Linked DNA regions of Mus musculus: all the other regions are linked to region 1. Evidence: chromatin contacts called from public Hi-C, HiChIP or PLAC-seq and promoter capture Hi-C data. All regions are on one chromosome and are shown on one strand. The core of a region is the stretch at or near the end of the contact, and the rest is flanking DNA. Distances in the headings are between cores, read along the strand shown. Region 1 holds the start of Srsf2 (serine and arginine-rich splicing factor 2). Region 2 holds the start of Tk1 (thymidine kinase 1). Region 3 holds the start of 6030468B19Rik (RIKEN cDNA 6030468B19 gene). Region 4 holds the start of Wbp2 (WW domain binding protein 2). Region 5 holds the start of 2900041M22Rik (RIKEN cDNA 2900041M22 gene). Region 6 holds the start of Trim47 (tripartite motif-containing 47). Region 7 holds the start of Ten1 (TEN1 telomerase capping complex subunit).

Evidence for each region. Promoter capture Hi-C pulls out the DNA fragments that hold promoters and counts their contacts. A called contact is a pair of places that touch in the nucleus more often than the background predicts. HiChIP or PLAC-seq counts read pairs in DNA pulled down with a chosen protein or histone mark. Capture Hi-C pulls out chosen DNA fragments and counts their contacts.
Region 2: a contact with region 1 is called in a promoter capture Hi-C map of pancreatic islet. The contact joins the promoter of Tk1 here to the promoter of Srsf2 in region 1. A contact is called at or near these places in 2 of 39 promoter capture datasets (embryonic stem cells and erythroid cells), 2 of 484 Hi-C or Micro-C datasets (B cells and liver), 5 of 115 datasets of contacts at active chromatin or transcription factors (astrocytes, bone marrow-derived macrophages, embryonic forebrain and 2 more) and 2 of 9 other capture datasets (liver and pancreatic islet).
Region 3: an H3K4me3 HiChIP or PLAC-seq map of bone marrow-derived macrophages shows a contact between it and region 1, with 5 times the contacts expected there. The contact joins the promoter of 6030468B19Rik here to the promoter of Srsf2 in region 1. A contact is called at or near these places in 3 of 39 promoter capture datasets (cranial neural crest, fetal liver and second pharyngeal arch cranial neural crest), 2 of 484 Hi-C or Micro-C datasets (B cells and CD4 T cells), 5 of 115 datasets of contacts at active chromatin or transcription factors (bone marrow-derived macrophages, effector CD8 T cells, extraembryonic endoderm stem cells and 2 more) and 2 of 9 other capture datasets (adipose tissue and liver).
Region 4: a Hi-C map of regulatory T cells shows a contact between it and region 1, with 3 times the contacts expected there. The contact joins the promoter of Wbp2 here to the promoter of Srsf2 in region 1. A contact is called at or near these places in 2 of 39 promoter capture datasets (liver and stem cell-derived epiblast-like cells), 4 of 484 Hi-C or Micro-C datasets (embryonic stem cells, liver and regulatory T cells), 4 of 115 datasets of contacts at active chromatin or transcription factors (bone marrow-derived macrophages, cardiomyocytes, embryonic midbrain and 1 more) and 1 of 9 other capture datasets (adipose tissue).
Region 5: a contact with region 1 is called in a promoter capture Hi-C map of liver, with 2.1 times the contacts expected there. The contact joins the promoter of 2900041M22Rik here to the promoter of Srsf2 in region 1. A contact is called at or near these places in 2 of 115 datasets of contacts at active chromatin or transcription factors (bone marrow-derived macrophages and pancreatic cancer cells) and 1 of 9 other capture datasets (liver).
Region 6: an H3K27ac HiChIP or PLAC-seq map of microglia shows a contact between it and region 1, with 5 times the contacts expected there. The contact joins the promoter of Trim47 here to the promoter of Srsf2 in region 1. A contact is called at or near these places in 1 of 39 promoter capture datasets (liver) and 3 of 115 datasets of contacts at active chromatin or transcription factors (bone marrow-derived macrophages, microglia and pancreatic cancer cells).
Region 7: a promoter capture Hi-C map of liver shows a contact between it and region 1, with 2.3 times the contacts expected there. The contact joins the promoter of Ten1 here to the promoter of Srsf2 in region 1. A contact is called at or near these places in 4 of 39 promoter capture datasets (hippocampal neurons, liver, neutrophils and 1 more), 1 of 484 Hi-C or Micro-C datasets (muscle stem cells), 2 of 115 datasets of contacts at active chromatin or transcription factors (embryonic stem cells and pancreatic cancer cells) and 1 of 9 other capture datasets (adipose tissue).

Annotation. Positions count from the first base shown.
Region 1 is chr11:116,851,645-116,854,634 of GRCm38.p6, reverse strand. Srsf2 (serine and arginine-rich splicing factor 2) reads left to right here and starts at 1,541. Exons shown (of 3, transcript NM_011358.2): 1 at 1,541-2,067; 2 at 2,304-2,614. The coding sequence starts at 1,706. The coding sequence ends at 2,607. It overlaps Mfsd11 (major facilitator superfamily domain containing 11), which reads right to left and starts at 635. Exons shown (of 13, transcript NM_178620.4): 1 at 462-635. The coding sequence starts at 557.
Region 2 is chr11:117,824,541-117,827,530 of GRCm38.p6, reverse strand. It overlaps Tk1 (thymidine kinase 1), which reads left to right and starts at 1,517. Exons shown (of 7, transcript NM_009387.2): 1 at 1,517-1,817; 2 at 1,899-1,930; 3 at 2,750-2,860. The coding sequence starts at 1,752. It overlaps Afmid (arylformamidase), which reads right to left and starts at 1,612. Exons shown (of 11, transcript NM_027827.3): 1 at 1,525-1,612. The coding sequence starts at 1,581.
Region 3 is chr11:117,796,201-117,799,190 of GRCm38.p6, reverse strand. It overlaps 6030468B19Rik (RIKEN cDNA 6030468B19 gene), which reads right to left and starts at 1,531. Exons shown (of 6, transcript NM_029964.1): 1 at 1,388-1,531; 2 at 736-768. The coding sequence starts at 1,424.
Region 4 is chr11:116,085,588-116,088,577 of GRCm38.p6, reverse strand. Wbp2 (WW domain binding protein 2) reads left to right here and starts at 1,583. Exons shown (of 8, transcript NM_016852.3): 1 at 1,583-1,711. The coding sequence starts at 1,653.
Region 5 is chr11:117,609,841-117,612,830 of GRCm38.p6, reverse strand. 2900041M22Rik (RIKEN cDNA 2900041M22 gene) reads right to left here and starts at 1,584. Exons shown (of 2, transcript NR_015489.2): 1 at 1,397-1,584; 2 at 1-569. Gm35170 (a long non-coding RNA gene) reads left to right here. Exons shown (of 4, transcript XR_003949818.1): 4 at 181-1,008.
Region 6 is chr11:116,108,779-116,111,768 of GRCm38.p6, reverse strand. Trim47 (tripartite motif-containing 47) reads left to right here and starts at 1,534. Exons shown (of 6, transcript NM_172570.5): 1 at 1,534-2,235. The coding sequence starts at 1,549.
Region 7 is chr11:116,197,409-116,200,398 of GRCm38.p6, reverse strand. It overlaps Ten1 (TEN1 telomerase capping complex subunit), which reads right to left and starts at 1,544. Exons shown (of 4, transcript NM_027107.1): 1 at 1,416-1,544. Acox1 (acyl-Coenzyme A oxidase 1, palmitoyl) reads left to right here and starts at 1,354. Exons shown (of 14, transcript NM_015729.3): 1 at 1,354-1,803; 2 at 2,018-2,177. The coding sequence starts at 1,695.

The DNA.
Region 1 (2,990 bases), core at 292-2,791:
AAGATAAAACTAATCAACAAAAATGTCTTGCCATCTCCCTCCCCGCAGGAAAGTCTAAATACTCAAAAAAAATGTTATGATCCACACCTCTCACCCAAGCCCACCATGAGAGGAGAAAAAAACCGACTCAATTGCCGCAGAAGATATACTCGAGATGGGGAAACAGATAATCAACTGTACCCACAAGCCACCCAAGCACTAAATACAGAGTTTAACATTCACAAAAATTAAAGTAACTATGGTCCATACTCAAATTGCAAGCCGCATCTGAGTATTAAACGAAAGTGTTTAACACCACGTAAACGCGAAATATCTGATACACAAAATTAAGAAAACGAGAAAGGGTAGGCTGAAAAACAGGAGGTGCAATCTTGGCGTGGTAGCGGACATAAACGTTTATTGTCACAGCTGGAATGCATTCAGACGGGCATTCAAAGGAAGGAGTACAGATTCCAACTCACCGCCACATTTCCACAAGTCTGAAAGGCGGTGAACATAAACATAAAGGCAACTCCTAAAATAACGATGTTGAAAAGCTTTTTAGACTCCGGGGACATTTTGGCTCCGCTTGCTCAGAGGCCAGCAGCGGCCCAGGACAGTCACCTCTTCTCCTCCAGTCGAACCCCCTGACAGCCCTGAGGGAAGAAACCAGATGAGAGAACCACGAAGCCAGACTGCCGATTTCCAATCTTGGGATGGGAATCGTGGGTTTAAGGGAAATCTCTCCCCACCGGTACAGTCGGGACCCTCCGGGGACGCGACCGAGTGCAGAGGAGACCCGGGGTCTACCCGCCGCAACTCCAGTTGCAGGGAACGGGATCCGGGGCAAGGACGAGCAGTAGCAGCTGCTGGGGCCCGCCCTCCCGGCCTGACTCACAGCAGATCACGAGACCGGTCAGCTGACCAGAGTCTGGTCGCAGCGCCCGCCGGGAAATGTAGTCCCGGCGCCCCGTGGGGGGAGGGGAGGGTACGGCCGCACGCTGTGGCTAGCGCGTACTTTAGGTCTACACTACCCGTCCCTTCGTAGAGAGCAAAGGCCCCGAGAAGTGAAACCAAGGCAGCGAGCCTCAGTCAGGAGCGGCGGGAGAGGGGAACGTGAGGTGGCCCCGGGACACAGAGAGGCAAAAGAGAGCGCAAGAACCGGCTCTGACAGGCGGGACTGAAGGCTGGGCGGAACGGCGCGTGGAGCCCGGGCATTGGCGTGGGGAAGGGGCGGGGCTCTGGTGGGGCGCGCTTCCTCTTTCTCCCTCCATAGAGCCTCGTTCTTCCCCTTCCCCGCGCTCTCGCGGACGCACCCACGGTAGAGCATTTGGCGGGCTTTCTAACTGCCTTCTCTGGCTGCTCCCCCGCCCCACCGCAGTGACTGCGCGCTTTCCGCCCGCCCGCCGCGCGGTGCGCAGGCGCACCTGGGAGGGGCGGGGCGCGCGGCGGCGACGTTACGCAACACGGCCGAATGGGCCAATCAGGAGATTCATTTCCGGGTGGCGCGGGCGCCATTTTGTAAGGGTGGGTATAAATGCGCGCTGGGGCCCGCCCGCTCGCTTAGTTGCTGCTCAGGCGTCCGTCAGGTTCGGGTGCTCTGCGGCGGCCTTGCGGCTCCCTCCCTACCCACGAGGACTGTAGCTACCGAGCGCCTGACGGAGCTGCGTTTCCGGAGAGCGAGGGCCTGTCCGGGGCGTTAGGGTCTCGGCGCCGCTTCGCAGCCATGAGCTACGGCCGCCCGCCTCCCGATGTGGAGGGCATGACCTCCCTCAAGGTGGACAACCTGACCTACCGCACCTCGCCCGACACCCTGAGGCGCGTCTTCGAGAAATACGGGCGCGTCGGCGACGTGTACATTCCGCGGGACCGCTACACCAAGGAGTCCCGGGGCTTCGCCTTCGTCCGGTTCCACGACAAGCGCGACGCCGAAGACGCCATGGACGCCATGGACGGGGCGGTGCTCGACGGCCGCGAGCTGCGGGTGCAGATGGCGCGCTACGGCCGCCCGCCCGACTCGCACCACAGCCGCCGGGGCCCGCCACCCCGTCGGTACGGCGGCGGCGGCTACGGGCGGCGGAGCCGCAGGTGAGCGGGGCCCGGGGCGGAGCGGGAGGCGGACGGGCACAAAGGTACGCGGAGCACGTGGAGCCAGCCCCTCCCTCGCGGCCGGGGTGGCAGCAGGGCCGGGCCACTCCGTGCGAGACCCCGCCTCGCGGCAAGGGAAATGGCGCCTGGCAGCCAGATAATGGCGGCGGGGCGGGCGGGGCGGGACCGGCGGCCTGCAAGCTCACCCTGTCGCTTCGTTCACGTCCCACTCGCAGCCCTCGGCGACGCCGGCGCAGCCGATCTCGAAGCCGGAGTCGGTCCAGGTCGCGAAGCCGCTCCCGCTACAGCCGCTCCAAGTCTCGGTCCCGCACTCGCTCGCGCTCCAGATCAACCTCCAAGTCCAGATCTGCCCGAAGATCCAAGTCCAAGTCCTCCTCCGTCTCCAGATCCCGCTCGAGGTCAAGGTCCAGGTCGCGATCGAGAAGCCCTCCGCCCGTGTCGAAGCGAGAGTCCAAGTCTAGGTCGCGGTCCAAGAGCCCACCCAAGTCTCCAGAAGAAGAGGGAGCAGTTTCTTCCTAAGAAAATGGTAATGTCTGCGGGAATCTGAGACACGCCCTAACTCCCGTGGGGTATGGAGTAGGTTTTTTGAGCCTTGTTAGCATAAAGACTCCTGGTGTTAAGAGTACTACTGCTCTGAAGTTACTCAGCTTTGGGAGTGATGCTGAAGAGGGGTCTGCAGAGAGGATTGTGTAAAGCTTAGATAGTAATGGCTGTTTCATGCTGTTTGAGACCTATTAATGAAAATGACTATTTCTTGCTGTTTTTATCCAACGTCTGCATTTTCCCCCTTTAAAGCTGCGGTCTCCTGTTTTATCAAAGAATATTGGCCAGTATTGCAGATTTTAACTGATTTGGCTGATCCTCCAGGGACCAGTTTCTGTGGGCGTGTATTGGAGCAGGTT
Region 2 (2,990 bases), core at 268-2,767, 970 kb before region 1:
AGAGGGAGGCAGAGGCAGGAGGACAGCCAAGCCAGTTCCTGGATAGATAGCCAGGACTACACAGTGAGACTCTGTTTACAAATAAACAGTGTTTGGGTTATAAAGTGAAAAGTGGGGACAGTTCAGTGGCAGAGCATTTGCCTGTTGTGCTGGGTTCAATCTCTACCACCACGAGGGGAAAATGTAAGATGCCCACACTTAACACAGAAAGCCAGGAGGACACAGGTTCCTAAGCCAACACAGGAATCCTGAAGACAGTGAGTGCGTCTTCACACTGAGGCCTGGGGCTGGGCACCTTTGGCTCTCTCCAGCTGTCTCTAGCCTTGCTCTTCTCGTTGATATAATGGGGGTGCTAGACGCCCACAGGGTTGGAAGGGAGGTGTGTAAGAGAAACAATGTAAGCCCCTTGCTCAAACACAGCTGCCTCTGCCTCTTCCTGTTGAATGTTCGTCTTACATGCTATAGACCCTTCTCGTTCCGGTTGGTACCTGCTGGATGCTAGGGGCCTGGCTAGGCATCATCTTTTTTTTTTTTGTCGTCTTTTTGTTTTCTCATCTCTTGTAACTGTGTAGCTGCCTCGAGGATCAAGTGCTGAGATTACTGACATGTGCCAAAAGTCTTTTTATTTCCTCTTTAAATGTGTGTGCCTGCAGTCCCTTCTGGAGCTGGACGCTGTGAGCTGTCTTGATGTGGGTGTTGGAAATCCTCAACTCTGCGCCTCCGGAGGAGCTGTGGATGCTCAACAGCCGAGCCATTTCTCTAGCCCTCTGCCTTCATTTTTACTATTAGGATTTATGATTGATTGTATTTTAAAGTTTATTTTTTGTGTAGTCCTGGCTGACCTGGAACTCACTCTGTAGACCCGGCTGGCCTTGAACTTAAGTCACCTGCCTGCCTCTGCCTGGAATTGAATGCTTGAGCCACCCCCGAGGACACATGTTCCTAACTTTCAACAGATTCTAAGTGATGTCTGTCTGTGACCAAAACAAAGAAGCCTGTTTAATACAAGCTAACCAGTCAAGAAATCCTAGTGGAATGGTAATTAACTACAGCAAGCGCCAAAATGTGTTGTCCTGCTTTGTGTATGCCTTTGGTAACCCTTGCCGCAACCAATGGCAGACAGAGTAACCAAACAAATTCCTGAGTGAGAAGGTTTCTGGGCATGCTCGGTGTGAGCCATAGGAGTTTTAGCATGGGAATTCTGAAGCCGCTCAATACAGTCTGTCCCTGAAGGTGCCTGCCTTACTTTGCGACTCACAGCAAGGACCCCCAGCCTTGGCACCTTCCAGACTGTAGTTACAGAAACACAGAATCACACTGCACAACCTCAGAGTAAGGTCCAAACCCTAAGCCCCTTAGTTCCTGCTGGAACTTGAGTTTTCGCTGTCTTTAAAACCAGGCTAACAAGCTAAACCTGCTCTATGACGAGAAAAATGAAGAAATCTGGCGCTCAACGCTTGGAAATTTGGCTTGTGGGCATCCTAAAATTCCAGTCCCGGCTCTGGGCGGCTGCACCACACCTACCTCCGAAGACAAGTTCCTCCAGGGATTCTGGCCCGCAGAAAGGGAAGGAAACGCCATGGCCAGATCCGGAGGGGATGGTCGAGCTCCAGGCTTTTCACGTAGCTGAGAGGTGGGACGAGTCTTGTCTTCGTCCCGCCCCCTTTTGAGTTCGCGGGCAAATGCGAGCAGTAAGTCGAAATTTTTCCACCCACGGACTCTCGGTGCTAACTAAGGTTTGCACAGCAGCCATGAGCTACATCAATCTGCCCACCGTGCTGCCCAGCTCCCCCAGCAAGACTCGGGGGCAGATTCAGGTGCGGGGTCTGGAGTGGGGTCGGGTGGTGGCTGGTGCGGGGTGTACAAGGGGGAGACCCCTTAAATGACTTCTCTTCTAGGTGATTCTCGGGCCCATGTTCTCAGGGAAAAGGTAATGAATGGGCCTTCGGGGCGGTGGGCCTCCCTCTCTCTCTGCAGCCTCTCTCTCTGCAGGCCCTGGCTCTCCTCTCCCCCCTCCCCCATCTTCCCAGGAGCCTCTGACTAGGCGGCAAACGCGCTCGACCTCTGTGTGTACATTCCCGCCCAAAATTCGATTTCCTGGATTGCTGCCATCCTCCTGCCCAAGCCTTTTCTCTTGGGGAACCCTATCTTTGCTGAGGCGGACCACATGGGGGTACAATTGAAGACCCCAGCCCACATTACCCAGGAGCCCACCGAACTCTCATGTGTCCCCTGGGAGTTAGGCACCTTCTCTGACAGTTTCCTCATTCATTCCCCATGCGAGCTCTCCTAAAGCCTTGGAGCCCAATTAACTCTGAGGTGAGGGTCTAAACTCTGGGAGTCCCACCCAGAATAACAAACACACACTACTTGGGTTTTCTTTGCTTTATCTTGGGGTTAGTTTTTGTTTTTTTTTTTTTAACTCAGCGTCTTTATTTGTGGCCCAACTCAGAGATCCGCTTGCCTCTGCTGGGGTGCATCACCATACCAGGCACCTCATTATTTCTGAATGGTCTGGTGTCACCTCAATTTGTCCCTTGCCCCGAGGGTGAGGGCCAAACTCATGATCTGGGATCCAGAAGCAAGCTCTCTGGTGATTCTGTCAAAGACTTTGAAGTTCATTCATGAAAATTGAATTTTGTTCAGAACAGCATGGGGTGAACGGCTGCAGTTCCGGCTGCCCGACGCTAGGTGGTAGTGGCAGCCCGCCTTTTGCTCGGGCCTCATGTGCTCTGGTTAATTCTTGCAGCACAGAGCTGATGAGAAGAGTCCGGCGCTTCCAGATCGCCCAGTACAAGTGCCTGGTCATCAAGTATGCCAAAGACACGCGCTATAGCAACAGCTTCTCCACACATGATCGGTCAGTCCTACCCCTGAGCCTGCCCTTCGGAAACCCCTAAGCCTCGGGGCACACTGCTGCTAGCCTCTAGTGGATATGAATAAGTGCTCAAAACTTACTTAGAATAACCTGTCCCCAAGTGTCCATTGTA
Region 3 (2,990 bases), core at 282-2,781, 940 kb before region 1:
AAAGAGGAAAATGGAGCAGGGCATGAATGGAGCGGTCCAGGGCTGCGACCTGTCCCTGAAACCTCTCCTTCCTGGCTCTGTACCGGGACTACTGGGGAGAAAAAGAGAGAGGGGAAGGGGGAGGGAAGGAGAAAGGAGAAGAAAGGAGGGACAGGAAGCCGAAAAGAGAGAGGGAACACAGGAGGGATCTATCTGTTTATCTGTGCATATATATGTGTATGTGTGCATGATATAGTTATACATACATAGGTATATATGTATAGATAGATAAATAGATCAGACAGACAGACAGACAGACAGACAGACAGAGGACACTCACTCTCAACTGCTGTCAGAGCAAAGTGGCTTAATCTCTAGATTCCCTGAGGTCTCCAGCTCCCTCAGCAAGCCCCTCCTGTCCCAGAAGTGCACACTAGAGTTCCCCAGCCTTCTCTGCATCCCACCTATTAGGCAGAGCTGTGGGACTTGATGGAACAGGTGAATTTTGCCCCCTGGGAGGACCTGGGCCCTGTGAACAATGCAGCTGCTCCCTGTGGATCCCTCCTCTTTACACACCTCAAACTCCTCCTCTCCCACCCTGCCCTGTGGGGTGGAGGTCACAGTTATCCATCTGGATCCTCTCACACCAAGTCCTCACCATCAGTCTTTTTAGCCAAGGCACTTGCCACAAGCACCCAGCTGTGACCCAGGTGTCCCCAGCTAGATCCTTCTCCCCCCAGTGTGGGGGCTACTCACCTTCTGTCTGCTCCTCTGAGAAGCCACAGGCAGCTGTAAAAGAGGAGAGGGGAGGGGTAAGAGGAAGCCCTGCAGAGGAGGGAGACTGTCCAGACAGCTTCCTGCCCAGGCTGATATCTGACAGTGAGGCCCCTGGGACCAGTTAGCATCTCTGATCTGGAGTTTTTATCTTATCTTACTTAACACAGGGTCTCCCCTATACTCCAGGCTGGCTTTGAACTCAATACGTACCTGAGGGTGACCTTGGAATCCTGATCTTCCTGTCTCTACTTCCTGAGTGCTGGACATGCACACGTGCGCATGGGCACCCTCCCAAACACACTATACCACACACACATCACACCATACACACATACATACACATACAGAACACACTACACCATACTCACATACACACCACACATACTACATACACCAGTGGAATCCAAATGACAGATGATACCCTAAACAAGGTCACATCTGCATAGCATAGCACATCTGTCTGCTGTCAATCTCCTGCTCAGACCCTCTCACCGTGTCTCTCTCTCTCTCTCTCTCTGGCTTCCAGGGTGCTTCCGCCTTTGGGTCTCTTTCTCTCTTGGACTCTCTTCACACTCCATTCCCTGAGCCTACTCTCTCAAGGCCCTTCCCGTGATGTCTGCAGGAGACTCACCCAGCATGGCAAAGAGGAGCAGCTGAAGGAGCGCCATGCGTCTGTGAGGTTGGGGCTGTGTATGGCTCAGGCTGTCCAAAGCTTCCTGTCTGGCCTCTCCACCCCAAGGCCCCTGGATGCTCCTCGGGTGGCTGCCTGCAGCTAGGAGATAACTTGAAGGTTGTGGCTCTCCAGGGGCCCCAATACCTTACAGGGCTGGTTCCAGGGATATCTGTGTTCTCCCCCTGTTACCTGCAGGGGAGGAGGGGATAAGCGCGTGTGTCTACTGAGTTTGGGATGTGTGATTATCCTGGGGCACTGGCGTGGGGCTAATGTTAACACAAGGGCTCTCCTTATCCAGGAAACCTGGAGAATCAGTAGATTCCTGTTAAGAGGCAGGGAGGGGAGGTTCACATCATATTGAGATCCATCTGAACACCACATACCAGGTGAATTTTGCCCCCTGGGAGGACCTGGGCCCTGTGAACAATGCAGCTGCTCCCTGTGGATCCCTCCTCCTCGCACATCTCAAACTCCTCCTCTCCCACCCTGCCCTGTAGGGGTGGAGGTCACAGTTATCCATCTGGATCCTCTCACACCGAGTCCTCACCATCAGTAACGTCTTTTTAGCCAAGGCACTTGCCACAAGCATGCAGCTGTGACCCAGGTGTCCCCAGCTAGATCCTGTCTAGCTATCGATATTCTGCTCAGACCCTCCCACAGTCTCTCTCTCTCTGGCTTTCAGGGTGCTTCCGCCTTCTGCTATAGCTGGTGCATTCTGTCTCCAAGTTAGACCTCAGGTGGGATGAGACTCTGTCACCTGAGAGTGTGTAGCCCAGTGCCTTACTCTTTTTTTTTTTTTGACAGATACACAGTAGTTTATTTTTAATATGCTTTTTAGCTCAATGGTTGGATACTTTTAAGCCTCCTGAGGCTAACATGTCCTTATCTTCACTCAGATCAACACCTCTAATTCTGCCCTCAACTCAGTTGCCCAGTTACCTTCCCCTTGCTCAGCACCCTAAATCTGCCCTCAGTTTAGTTACATTTCTAATTTCCCCAAACCCAGTCAGGGAAGAGGCCAATGGCCACTCCACCCAAGATCTCACATGGCTGGTGGCTCTCTCTCCCTCCCAAGCTTGGTGAATCCCCTTTCCCTCCACCTGTGTCTGCTAACCTGCCTGCAGGAATCTGAAAGTCCCTCCTCTCCCACTCAGCCATTGCAGTGCCTTACTCTTGTCTTTAAAGGAGTTCAGAGAAAGGCAAGGTTGTCCCTTAAGGACCTAGATCCAGCCTTACCTGGACAAAGGGAAGTGGACCATGCGACCAATACTGGGGTGGTCTGAGCAGAGCCGTTCTTTCCGAGCCTAAGGCTACACCAGGGCCAGACCCACAGGGACCGAGGGGCAGAGAACCGAAGAAGCAGGTAAGCTGGCACTGGATCATACTACCCCATGGGAGGCCACCCATAGCTACCCACCCACATGGGTGACCCCCCCCCCCCCAGTCTAGGCCTGCAGACTAGCCTGTGGCTTTCTGGGCAGGCTCAGTGACTGCACAGGAGACGCCTGCTTTGACAGTGTCTTCACAGCAGAGGACTCCTGCTGCCAGGTCACAGCCTGTG
Region 4 (2,990 bases), core at 334-2,833, 770 kb after region 1:
TGAACACCTGATTCGGGTGCTGGGACTAAAGGCGTGTGCCACCAGATGTGGCTATGGATTTTCTTTTACTGGATTTGTTGCTGTTTTATCTTTGTGGGACAGAGTCGCTGGACGGTTTGGAATTGAATACACAAACAAGGAGCCAGGGCTCAAACCCCCAGCCGTCCTCTCACCTCTGATCCCTGATTGCGTCATTACTAATACCCATCTTGGACTATGCTCTTTAAAAACTGCTGGGCTGGCTAGGGACATAGTCCAGCTTAGAACAGTGCTTTTCGTGATGTGCATGAATACTGGACTCAACTGATCATCATAACTTTGTAAACCCAGGCTCGGTGGTACACACCTGTAATCTCAGGACTCTTTCTCAAAAACCAAACAAACAAAAATCTGTAGCCATTTGACTTTTATTAGTGTGCACCTAGAAAAACAAACAAACAAACAAACAAACAAACAAACAGACAAACAACCCCAAAGCGAACAGAAGGGTCTCTTGCACTGTGAGTTAATAATGTACCTGCCATTTCCCAGAACTGTTTTACTCTGCAGCTGAGGCTGGTCTGGAAATCATTATGCAGCCCAAACTGGCCTCAAATCTGTGGCAATGTTCCAGGATGTAGGGCACCATGCTGTCTGCTTCAAACCAAACACTGGTGTCTTAAGGTTAAGGGTAGGTACGCTAAGATGCCACCCAGAAACTGAAGAGTTCTCCCAACCCTCGACAGCCCTGCGAAAGATACAACTCAGAGGTGGAGTTTAGATTCACTACAGCGCAGTGGGGAGACACCCACTAGCAGAAACGAGTCAGTGGTATTTTCAAAGTCCTACCTGGCGGTTGGTCATGTGCTTTGTCAGTCCACTCAATTATTCTAGGTCCTGTTTAAACCCTGCTGTTTAACTTCTGCAGCGGGATCCGCTAGATCAGAGCAGGAAGCAGCGCCATCGCGAGGCGGCAGGCGGCAGGTGCTGGGCGGGGAAGAGGGTGGGGAGCGGACCGCTCAGTCCCCAGAAGTTCACAGTCCGACTCTGGGTCCGGGATCTGGATCTGGGTCGATTAAAGTGGCGTATTTTATTTTTTTCGGGCTTTGCCAGTCCACTGTAGAAGGGACTGCATCTCGCACTGCTCTGTAAGTTTGCAATGAATACCCAAATGTAAGCGCGAACTACTCATGACAGTTGCGGAAATGAAGACGGCTGGTTACGTAATGTTTAAATGTACCATACACCAGATCATCAAATTTAAGTTACATTTCTTCGATTGAGTTTGCTTAACATGAGGAAGCTAGGATGAGAGAGGCGTACAAATGTTTAAGTAGTCTTGTAAATATAATCTCTAGCCTGGCCTATAATATAAAAAAAGACTACAAATTCCAGAATGCACTCGTCACTAAACGCAGGGCGAGGCCGCGGTTGCCGGACCACTGCCTGCTGGGAATTGTAGTTGGCTGCTTGTTTGTGATGCAGGTGCAACTTGGGGGAGGGAGAGCGGGAGTAAACTCTCCCCACGTGACAGTCCAGATCAGGTGGTTGGTCAGCCTGCGCGCAGGAACTATGATTGGCTGACTGTAATACGAACGACGCCACTAGAGGCGGGCCAAAGACCAGCGCAAGCGCAGAGCGTTGCGAGTCTCGGGACCCCAGTGGGAGAGACTATGGCGCTCAACAAGAATCACTCAGAGGGCGGCGGAGTGATCGTCAACAACACTGAGAGGTGAAAACACGGCGGAAGGATCCTGGAGACTTGAAGGGCGGGTGTCGGCCACTGTGTGTGGTGGGCGGTGGGATATGGTGGAGAAGGAAATTGATGGAGCGCTGTGGGGGGGGGGGCGTGGGGGGGGAGGAAAGAGGGAGAAAGGGGTGGTAACGGCCGGAGGCGGGGCTGGAGGGAGTGGGTGGGTCGTTGGGGAGGGCCGGAGTGCTGATCAGCTGGGGTGATGGGTGGGGGTGGGGCCAGAGAATGGTGTCAGGGTTTGTTTGGGAAGCCGAGTGAGGCCCACGGGTGATTTCTTGAACCCCTTCCCAAACGAAGTCTTAAAACATAGTTGCTATTTATTAGGCGTTCACTACGTCTTTACTATGCTGCGTCAGCTCTACCTTAGGTAATACATAATCCTGTGCCGCAGAAACTATTAGACACATTTTACAGGTAGGGCAAGTGACGCCTAATGAGGTTAAAATAACTTAGACCATTGTGCTGTGAGTAACAGAAGGGGAATTGAAGGAAGGTAACTTGGCCCCAAAGTCAATAGGCTTAACTACTCCTGTACAGTTTTCTCGTATATTCCAGAACTTCTCAAGTTCCAAAAGAAAGGCTGAGGCCCTAGAGGTGGTGGAACTAAATGTCTGTCAACTACTTAACCCGGTGACCCTTATAAAGGCTTGTCTCTTGCCTGGTTCTCTTGAATTCTTAATGGCTTGTGTCAGTTCCCCGAACAAAGGTCTCCCAACTTTAAGATTCTTTTTTTCTCTCCCCTCCTTGAACTGCTGGGCTTCTCTGTTCCTCTTGTTTCTTGTTCCTTGGAATTCTGACTCTCCTGACTTGCACTATCCGGGCTTGGATTAACTTGAGAGCCAAGAGAGACATGATGGAGGTCAGAGCCCACACCCAGTGTAGACAGGCACCCATCTTGGGACTTGTCACCTGGGAAGCTGACTCAGAGGAGAAGGTGGCAGTGACAAGGCCAGGTTCTGCTGACCTCGTGTGCGTAGGTCTTGGGAAGGGGCTGGCCAGCACATGTGCCTGGTGACCACTTCTTTAACCTGAGCTGCCCCTCTTTTATTGCACCAAGAAAGGATATTTGGGACAGGAGGAGACAGCTGAATGGAACCATACGAACTCAAACCTTTTTATCTTGTAATCTGAGAAACCTTACATTGTTTTCTGGTATACTTTGTCCAGTTCTTTGGCTGAGCCAAGTACTCTGATGCCATCTAATGACTGTCCCCACTTCTACCAGTCTCTCTGGTTTTTGAGGTATGGTTTCATTCCT
Region 5 (2,990 bases), core at 335-2,834, 760 kb before region 1:
GAGCTCTTGGATTGAAAGCTCTGAGACCGATGTAAAAAAAAAATTTTTTTTTAACAATTACATTTCTATCATAAAAGTCTTCATTAGATATCACCACCAGCAGACTTCCTATTCGGGGAGGGAGACTGCCCTCTCTTCCCACTCCAGAGGCTCCCCTAACAAAAGGCCTTTCTTCCGAAGGCTCAGTTTGGGAGCTGGTCTGAACTTCAGGTAGTTTCAACATTCGACCTGCCCTCTGGAGCCCAACGACCTCCCTCCCAACAATGACCACTTGGGTAGAGGCAGAAGCAGCAGCACTGGCCAATGTCAACCGATGTGTACATCCTCAGCTGGTGCTGACTCCACACTATGCAGACCGGCCAACCCCAGGTAACAGGACTGCAGTAGGAAGGGAAGCTCTTCAGTCTCCTGGCTCCCACCGATGTGGTTTCTGCTCTGGATCTGCCGCAGCCAGCCAGGTACCAACGCCACCTGCATGTAGCTCAGGGACATCAAAGCTGTTGAGAACGTTTTCCCACTGAACTGAGCCTGGGTGGGTCCTTCACCTGTTCTTGACATTCTTCCTGAATCTGGAAATTGAGGACATGCTTGTGTGACTATCGTGTCACATGGTGGCCACCAGATTGTTCTCCATGACTCCTGCCACCTTTGTGTCTGAAGGTGGGACTGTGCCTGACCAAATGACCATGATACCCACCCCCCGCCCTCCACCCCATGCTGGCTTTGGCAAAGCAGCTGGATAAGCTCTGAGTTGCTGATAGAGGGGGCTATTTAGCCAGAAGTAGAGTGTGGTCTCCATCTGATCGTCAGCAAAGAAACAGGTCCAACAGCCCACATAGTGCGAGCCTGACAGCCCACAAGGAACTGACAGACACCAACTGGCTGAGTTGAAGATGGATCTTTCTTTCAGACGATTAGCAGTTCAGACTAGGATGGCAGCTTCATGAGAGCACAAGTGGAGGACCTGGCCAGAGGCTTGGACCCCTGAACCTCACTGTTTTGTTTTAAGCTCACTGTCTTGGTGTCATTTGTTACAAAGTATCTGGGAGCTAGTCTGCAGTCCTGTGAAGTTGAACACAAAATGATGAGCTATGATATCAAGACAGCAGCCACCCTGGTCAGGTCTCTCTCTCTCTCTCTCTCTCTCTCTCTCTCTCTCTCTCTCTCTCTCTGCTGACTAGCAAGGCTGGCACTAGGAAACAGTGTCTGAGATACGGGATCTGAAGCAGGTTCCTGGAGAAGACTCCAGAGCTATCACATCTTTGCTGGGTGATAACGGGTAAATGGTCTGACTAGCACATGCCCAAGCTTCCGACTTGGAAGGTGGAACTGGTGCTGGTCTGTCCTTTTTCTCATAAAAGGGATAAAGAAAGCAGCCTCCTAACCAAATACTCACCCTGCACTGCCGGAGAGATCCCAGCTTTTAGGACAGCTCGGAAGGCATCTGCGCGGTGCAGCTGCAAGGCGTGGTCTTGTGTGTTTTGCCGAGGGAGAAGTGGAAGCCCAGAGAAGTTAAAAGGAAGCACAAGACCATATAACCAATCAGCGGGCCAGCTCAACTAGCCTCATAGCTCTACTTCTAATGGGTGTGTGATGGGCGGGGCAGACTCCTGCAAGCCCGTCCTTTCTGAGGTCCGAGGTGTTCCTGCAGCGTGTAGAGTGGGCGGAGCTTCCAGGAGATCCCTGGTGGGGCGTCCTCCTAGAGCCTGGGGAGTTTGGAATCTTTGTGCCTCTTTATTAGACTTGCATAGCCCAGACTGGCCGAGCCTGAGAAGTGAATTTTTCTGTATTAAATAATTTTCCTGTTCCTGATAAGATCCAGCAACAAAAGGAGTCTAAGGAAGGAAAGGGTTGTTTGGTTCACAGTTCAAGGTCATTGTGGGGATGGTGTGAAAGCCAGAGTGGGAGACAGCTGGTCACATGGCATCCTCTGTCAGGAAGCAGAGAGAGACAGAGACAGAGAGAGAGAGGAGAGAGAGAGAGAGAGAGAGAGAGAAAGAGAGAGAGAGAGAGAGATGCTGGTCACATGACATCCTCAGTCAGGAAGCAGAGAGATGGATGCTGGTCACATGACATCCTCAGTCAGGAAGCAGAGAGAGAGATGGATACTGGTGCCAGGCTCTGTTCCTCCTTTTTGTTTAGTCCAAGACCCCAGCCCAGGAGGATTGTATCCAGTTCTCAATTCTGTCAAGTTAACAAGATTCATCTTTACATTCTCTGTCTCTCTCCCTCATAGGCCAAAGGCATGCATCTTGGGCTGTGCACACAGGGGCTGTGCTGGCAGCTTCTGGCCCACGTGAACCCACAGTGAAGCCCGAAGCAAGCTGTGGGCAGGAGGGCAGCAGGAAATGCTTATCCTGCAGGCTTCTGCAGAGCGGGTTCTAGTTTATACGATCTTCATGGGAGTCTTCCTTTGTGGCTGGTGGGTCATTCTCATTTCCACATCTGTGTTAATTAGCTCTAAAAGCATAGGAGGTGTAGGTTTTAATCTGATTGGTTGCCTGATCACATACTACAGGCTAGGGGCTGAAACCACAGTCACTGAGAGGGAGGAGGGAAGAGGGAGGAGGGAGCTGTCTGTTGTCTCCTCGAGCTCCATTCTGAGGACCAGCTTGGGCTACTTTTCCTGTTGAAATGACAAGACAACCTAATGGAGCAAGGATTTACTGTGGTGCATGGTTTGAGAGTGCAGTCCTGGCGTGGTGTGGAGTCTGAGGCAGGGGCCAGGTAGCATCTGTGAGCAGGAAGCAGAGATGAGTCTAGGCACTCAGCTCATGTTCTCCTTGTTATTCAGCTCAAGTCCACAGCCCATAGAACGGTGCCACCCACATCCAGGGACGGTCTTCTTACCTCAGCTAAGCCAATCTAGAAGACTCCTCCCTCACAGACATGCGCAGAGGTTGGCACCCTAGGTGATTCTAGATGCTGTCAAGTTTGACCATGAATTGTAACGAAGACAGAGCCCTGTGCTCAAGACTTCTTGTACTGGC
Region 6 (2,990 bases), core at 285-2,784, 740 kb after region 1:
TCACCCCGTCCCATCCCATCATCAAAGACTCCATGCTATGGTACGGCTGACCATGGCTGATGATCACTCTGACTGTCTGGGTAAGCTGTGTCAGTGTTCCCACTGAGAGAGTGCTCGCTCGCTCGGTGCCTTCAGAAGCCATCGTGCTTAGCACACAGACAAGGAGTCACTTTGGAGAGCCTACAGGAATTATTTGGGATTCTGCTGATAGTTACAGGTAACTATCACATGGGCACATGGATGCTTATTTTTTTATCGAGGGTTGTAACAACACTATTCCACCCACTTTGTTTATTCGTTTGGTTTTGGACACCATGCTCAGCCTTTAACCAGGGGCTAGAATCTAACTCAGGCCCTTACACTTTACCAACTGTGGGCTCCACTCTATAATAATAATAATAATAACAATAATAAGGGCCTGGAGAGATGGCTCAACGGTTAGGAGCACTGACCACATGGTAGCTCACAACCATCTGTAATGGGATCCAGCGCCCTCTTCTGGTGTGTCTGAAGACAGCAACAGTGTGCGCATATAAAATAACTACTAAAATAATTTTGACAATTTGATTCTACATAGTTTAAAGCTTAACATTATTGCATTATTACAATGTCAGTTTACCCGACATGGTGGCCTGCACCTGGAATCTCAATACTGGAGAAGTGGAGGCATGGGAATCAAGGCCAACATAAGCTCTGGGCTAACCAAGGCTATGTAAGAAAGACCTATCCCAGAAACAACACGAAGAAGCCATAAGCCTGTGATCCCAGCACTCAGGAGGCTGAGGCAGGAGGATGAAGAGTTCTAGGTCACTCTGGGCTACATACAGAGACTAAATCTCAAGCACAAGTCCTTGCAACTAGACGCACTGTTCTAAATGCATAGTTGGGCAGGCCTTAACCAGTGTCTCCTTTTGGGGAACTACAGGCACCCGCGAGTATCCATGAACGGAAGTAAATTCCTCAGACAAGGGATTTGTCAAGTGATGTCAGCTTCCCATTTCAGATCTAGACAAGGCTAAGTTCCCCAGCGCGGGTAAACACAGTCGCTAAGAGGTCAAAACAGACACATACCAGCAGTAAGTTTTTCTGTATGTCAGCAACTCAGGGAACTTGGCTAACTGTACCTGGGAGGGGTCTGGAGGGAAAGGCGCTGGCTACATGGCTGTGCACGCCCACCATGGCACCTGGCTGACCAGGATAGAGGATGGAGGATCGAATGTCCTCTCAGCCTCCTCCCCATGAATCCCCTCACATTCTCGCTCCGGGTCCTCTCCTTTTCACAATCCTCTGGCAGTCCCACCGCCTCCGCCCACGCTGGGTAGAAGTCTCAAGAGGGTCGTGCTCCCCTGGAGGGCTGGCCGGCCTCGCGGCGTCTGCTGACCGGTGGGTGCGGCGGTGGCGAGCCGCGCTGGGGCGAGCAGAGCTGCGGAGGGGTAGGAGGGGGCCGGACCCTTGGCCAGGGTCCCAAGGGGCGGTGCCGGGCGCGAACCGTCCCAGGTCCCTCCCAGGCGGGAGCAGCACAGGCGGTGCCCGGGTAGCGGCGGAGCCATGGACGGCAGCGGGCCTTTCAGCTGCCCCATCTGCCTGGAACCGCTCCGGGAGCCGGTGACACTACCCTGCGGCCACAACTTCTGCCTCGCTTGCCTGGGCGCTCTCTGGCCGCACCGGAGCGCGGGCGGCACCGGTGGTTCCGGAGGTCCAGCTCGCTGTCCACTTTGTCAGGAGCCTTTCCCCGACGGCCTGCAGCTCCGCAAGAACCACACGCTGTCCGAGTTGCTGCAGCTCCGCCAGGGCTCGGTCCCGGGACCCATGTCCGCCCCGGCTTCAGGATCGACCCGGGGCGCCACGCCCGAGCCCTCCGCGCCCAGCGCACCACCTCCGGCTCCGGAACCATCGGCTCCCTGCGCGCCGGAGCAGTGGCCCGCGGGTGAGGAGCCGGTGCGCTGCGACGCGTGCCCCGAGGGCGCCGCCCTGCCCGCCGCGCTCTCTTGCCTCTCCTGCCTCGCCTCCTTCTGCTCCGCGCATCTGGCCCCCCACGAACGCAGCCCCGCCCTGCGCGGCCACCGCCTGGTGCCCCCGCTGCGCCGACTTGAGGAGAGCCTGTGTCCGCGCCACCTGCGGCCTCTGGAGCGCTACTGTCGCGTGGAGCGTGTGTGCCTTTGCGAGGCCTGTGCCACTCAGGACCATCGCGGCCACGAGCTCGTGCCGCTGGAGCAGGAGCGCGCGCTTCAGGAGGTGGGGCACCTTGAGTCGACACGTGGAGATGGGTGACAGGAGGGACACTAGAGCTATTTAGTCCCTCACTCTTATCCGGGTGTGTCTGTTATATATTTGTTTTATCATTATGGCTGTGCACATGGAGATGAAGGAAGCAACTTTGTGGGGTTGGTTCTCTCCTCCTGCCTTTACATGGGCTTCATCTCTCTGACTCAATAGGCTCTGCCTTAGTTTCCTCCTCTAGCCTGAGAATCTTTGCAACCTCTTCCGGTCTACACTGTCATTTGCTGGGGCTGGTGTGGATGGAAAGAGAGTCGGGAGGGACTAGTAAGATGAAAGAGTGGCAAAAAGCCGAGAGAGAGAGAGAGAGAGAGAGAGAGAGAGAGAGAGAGAGAGAGAGAGAGCGCTTTAGCTAGATTAGTGTAAGTGTAAAGCGAGAGAGGGATCCGCATTAGGCCCTCAGAAGCCGTGGGGGTCAGGAGTCGCTGGGTGCGGGCGGGGCCCCGTAGCTGATGCCCTCTTCAATTCAGATTCGTCCTGAATTGAGTCAGCCACTTTGTATGGGTGTGGCGGGCACCAGGAGAGCGACGGAGTTTGGGCTGGTCACACAGATCTCCTCTGTCCGAATGCTCTGGGGCCGTGGGGAGCATGTGCCCAGTGTCCCGCTACCTCCCACCCCCAGTTTCCTTTGGCCTCCATCCCGGTCTTGGCGCCTCTGGCTTTGGGATTTTCCGCCTCTCCTGCCTGGAGCTGTGACTCATTAGAGCCGAGGG
Region 7 (2,990 bases), core at 295-2,794, 650 kb after region 1:
CAAAGTGAGTTCCAGGACAGCCAGGGCTATACAGAGAAACCCTGTCTCGAAAAACAAACAAAACAAACAAACAAACAAACAAACAAAAAAGAAAAGAAAAGAAAAAAGAAAAGAAAGTGCATTAAAATATTGAATTTTGGGGGCTCCATTAACTTTGCATTCAGGCTAAAGCCTTCATTCGTTTAACCCATTCTCAGCACCGTTACTGTAAAAGGGTCTTACATATGTTGTTACAAGGGCAAGTTAGAGAGGTAATGAAGAAATGTAGTTCTTTTTTTTTTTTTTTTTTTTTTTTCGAGACAGGGTTTCTCTGTGTAGCCCTGGCTGTCCTGGAACTCACTTTGTAGACCAGGCTGGCCTCGAACTCAGAAATCCACCTGCCTCTGCCTCCCCAGTGCTGGGATTAAAGGCGTGCGCCACTACCGGCGTAGTTCTTTTTGGTGGCATGAAATCAAATGAAGAAAGAGTGCATTTTACTTAGCACTTAAAGGCTTTTTGAAACAAGGCATTACACAGCCCAGGCTGCCTTCAGTCCGATTCTATATAGCTGATAATGATCTTGGACTTCGTGATCCTCAGACCTCCACTTGAAGTTGCAAGCCTGTGTGTGCCACGGTGCCCAGTTTATGCTGTGCTTTGAGATTATATTTTGGCTTTAGTGCATGCTCGACATCTCCAGCCTACTACTTAGCAATTTTTAAGGAAGAATTAAAAAACAAACTGGTGAAAACTGGCTGTCTTTGAGGCTCAGGAACTCTTTGTTATAAATCCTACGCTAGAACTTCTTAGGCGTAGGTACATCTTCGATGACGATAATGATATGGCAAAGTAAAGTCTAGATTTCAAAATTTCTAGGACCTGCCCTGCCGGTTTAGGTGGGAAAAGACTTGGGCTATAAAATGTAGAGAAACTGGACCTGTTCCCTCTCGCTTTAAATCCAGGCCCAGTGCATAAACCCGGAAGCTCCGCAGGACCAGGTCCTTGCATCCCAAGTCTCTAACGTCAGTCAAGTCGGCAATATTTTTAGCCAACGACAATGAACCGTCTCCCGAACGTAACCTTTGTCCTGTTACCCTTTCGCTCCAATTTGTTTGGGTTCCAGTAAAATCAACAGCTTTCCTCTATTAGCCTCCTCACCCCGCCCGAGACCCTTGACACCCATTCCCTTCTGGTTTCCGGGGACACTGTGGTGAGAGGACCCCCCCCCCACACACACACACACCCACCGCCCTAGCCTGAAAGGAGGTGAGTCCCACAGCGCAGGCGCAATCCCGCCCCTCAAGGCCCTGGCCAATCGGTTGCGCGCGTCTCCAGGGCTCTTTTCCTCCCGGAAAGATCACGTGAACCTGGAGACGTGAGGTCCGGGAAGAGCCCCACTCCCTTTCCAGTGCCACTGCGGTCCCTTGACCTTTTACCTTGCTTTCCTTGGCGAGGAGCCGCTCGGGGACCTCCCCTGGCCCGCAGCAGGGGATTCGTCCGTCCGGCGGGCGGTACCAGCGTCGGGGATTGCAGCCGGTCACGTGAGGAGTGGCGGCGGGGACGGGGCGGGGACGGCTCGAGGGGGCGGGGCCGAGGGCTGTCTCGCTCCGCTCATAGGGCCTGGTCGGCGCCTGAGCTGCGGAGACAGGTTGTCATCGCTTTGGTGCCTGTCACTTCTGTCGCCACCTCCTCTGCCCCCAGCACTGGTCTCCGTCATGAATCCCGATCTGCGCAAGGAGCGGGCCGCCGCCACCTTCAATCCAGAGTTAATCACGCACATCTTGGATGGTAGTCCGGAGAACACCCGGCGCCGTCGAGAAATCGGTGAGCCTGGAGGGCCGGGCCTCTTATACCGAACCAGGCGAAAGACCCCCGTGAATGAGGATTTGGGGCCTCTGGAGTTGAGGGGAAGCGGGGACCCCTACTTCGATGGGCGTCCGGTGTCAGGATTAGGAGGGGAACGTCCTCTGTTCTAATCTGATGGGAGTCAGGGAGGGTGAGTACCTGTTTCTCTTGATGTCATTTAACCCTCTTTCAGAGAACTTGATTCTGAACGATCCAGACTTCCAACATGAGGACTATAACTTCCTCACTCGAAGCCAGCGTTACGAGGTGGCTGTTAAGAAGAGTGCCACCATGGTGAAGAAGATGAGGGAATTTGGCATCGCAGACCCTGAAGAAATCATGTGGTTTAAAAAGTAGGTGTATCTTAGCACATTAGTGTATGCCCAAACTACAGCTGCAGTCTGGGGAGGTCTTCTTACCGCGCATGTCGTTTAAAGGCTTAAATTGAATACTTCATGATTCAATTTTATGTGTGAAAAATAATATTACTTTTGCATCTAGATCTTTTAGTAGGATAGCATAGCATAGTTGTAAAAATGCTAATAATGAACGGTTGTGCCCAAAATTGTTTTTTTTTTTAATTTTAACAAACTTTAAGGGATGGTGAGGTGGCTACCTGGCCTAATCATCTAATTTCAATTTGTAGAAAGAGAGTCACCTCCCTTAGATTGTCCTCTGACCATTTGCTAGAGGTGGCTGTTGTACCCCCACACACAATAAGATGAAACTTTAATTTATAAAGTTCTTTTGAACTGGGCCACGGTGACCCATGCCTTTAATCTCAGCACTTCGGAGGAGGCAGAGGCAGAGGCAGGCTGATCTCTGATTTTGAGACCAGCCTGGTCTGCAGAGCTAGTTCCTGTTCGTCAGCCAGGGTTACATGGCGAAACTGTGGGAGAGGGTGGGCCAGAAGGCCGGGCAAACACTAGTGAAGCCCGCTGGGGGGATGGGGGAGACAGAGAGGCAAATAATAAAAAAGCTTTTTGTTCCAAACATCCCTATGAAAGTTCTTTAAGTGCAAAGTGAACCTTCACTTTGTAAGAAAGCTTCCCGATACCAAAGGTGTGGCGCAGTGGAACACAGATTGCCTAGTGTCTCAAGGCTGTGGGTTTGAGTCTCAGCACTGAAGACAAAACAGAGAGGGGGTGGCGAAATCCGCCTACTGA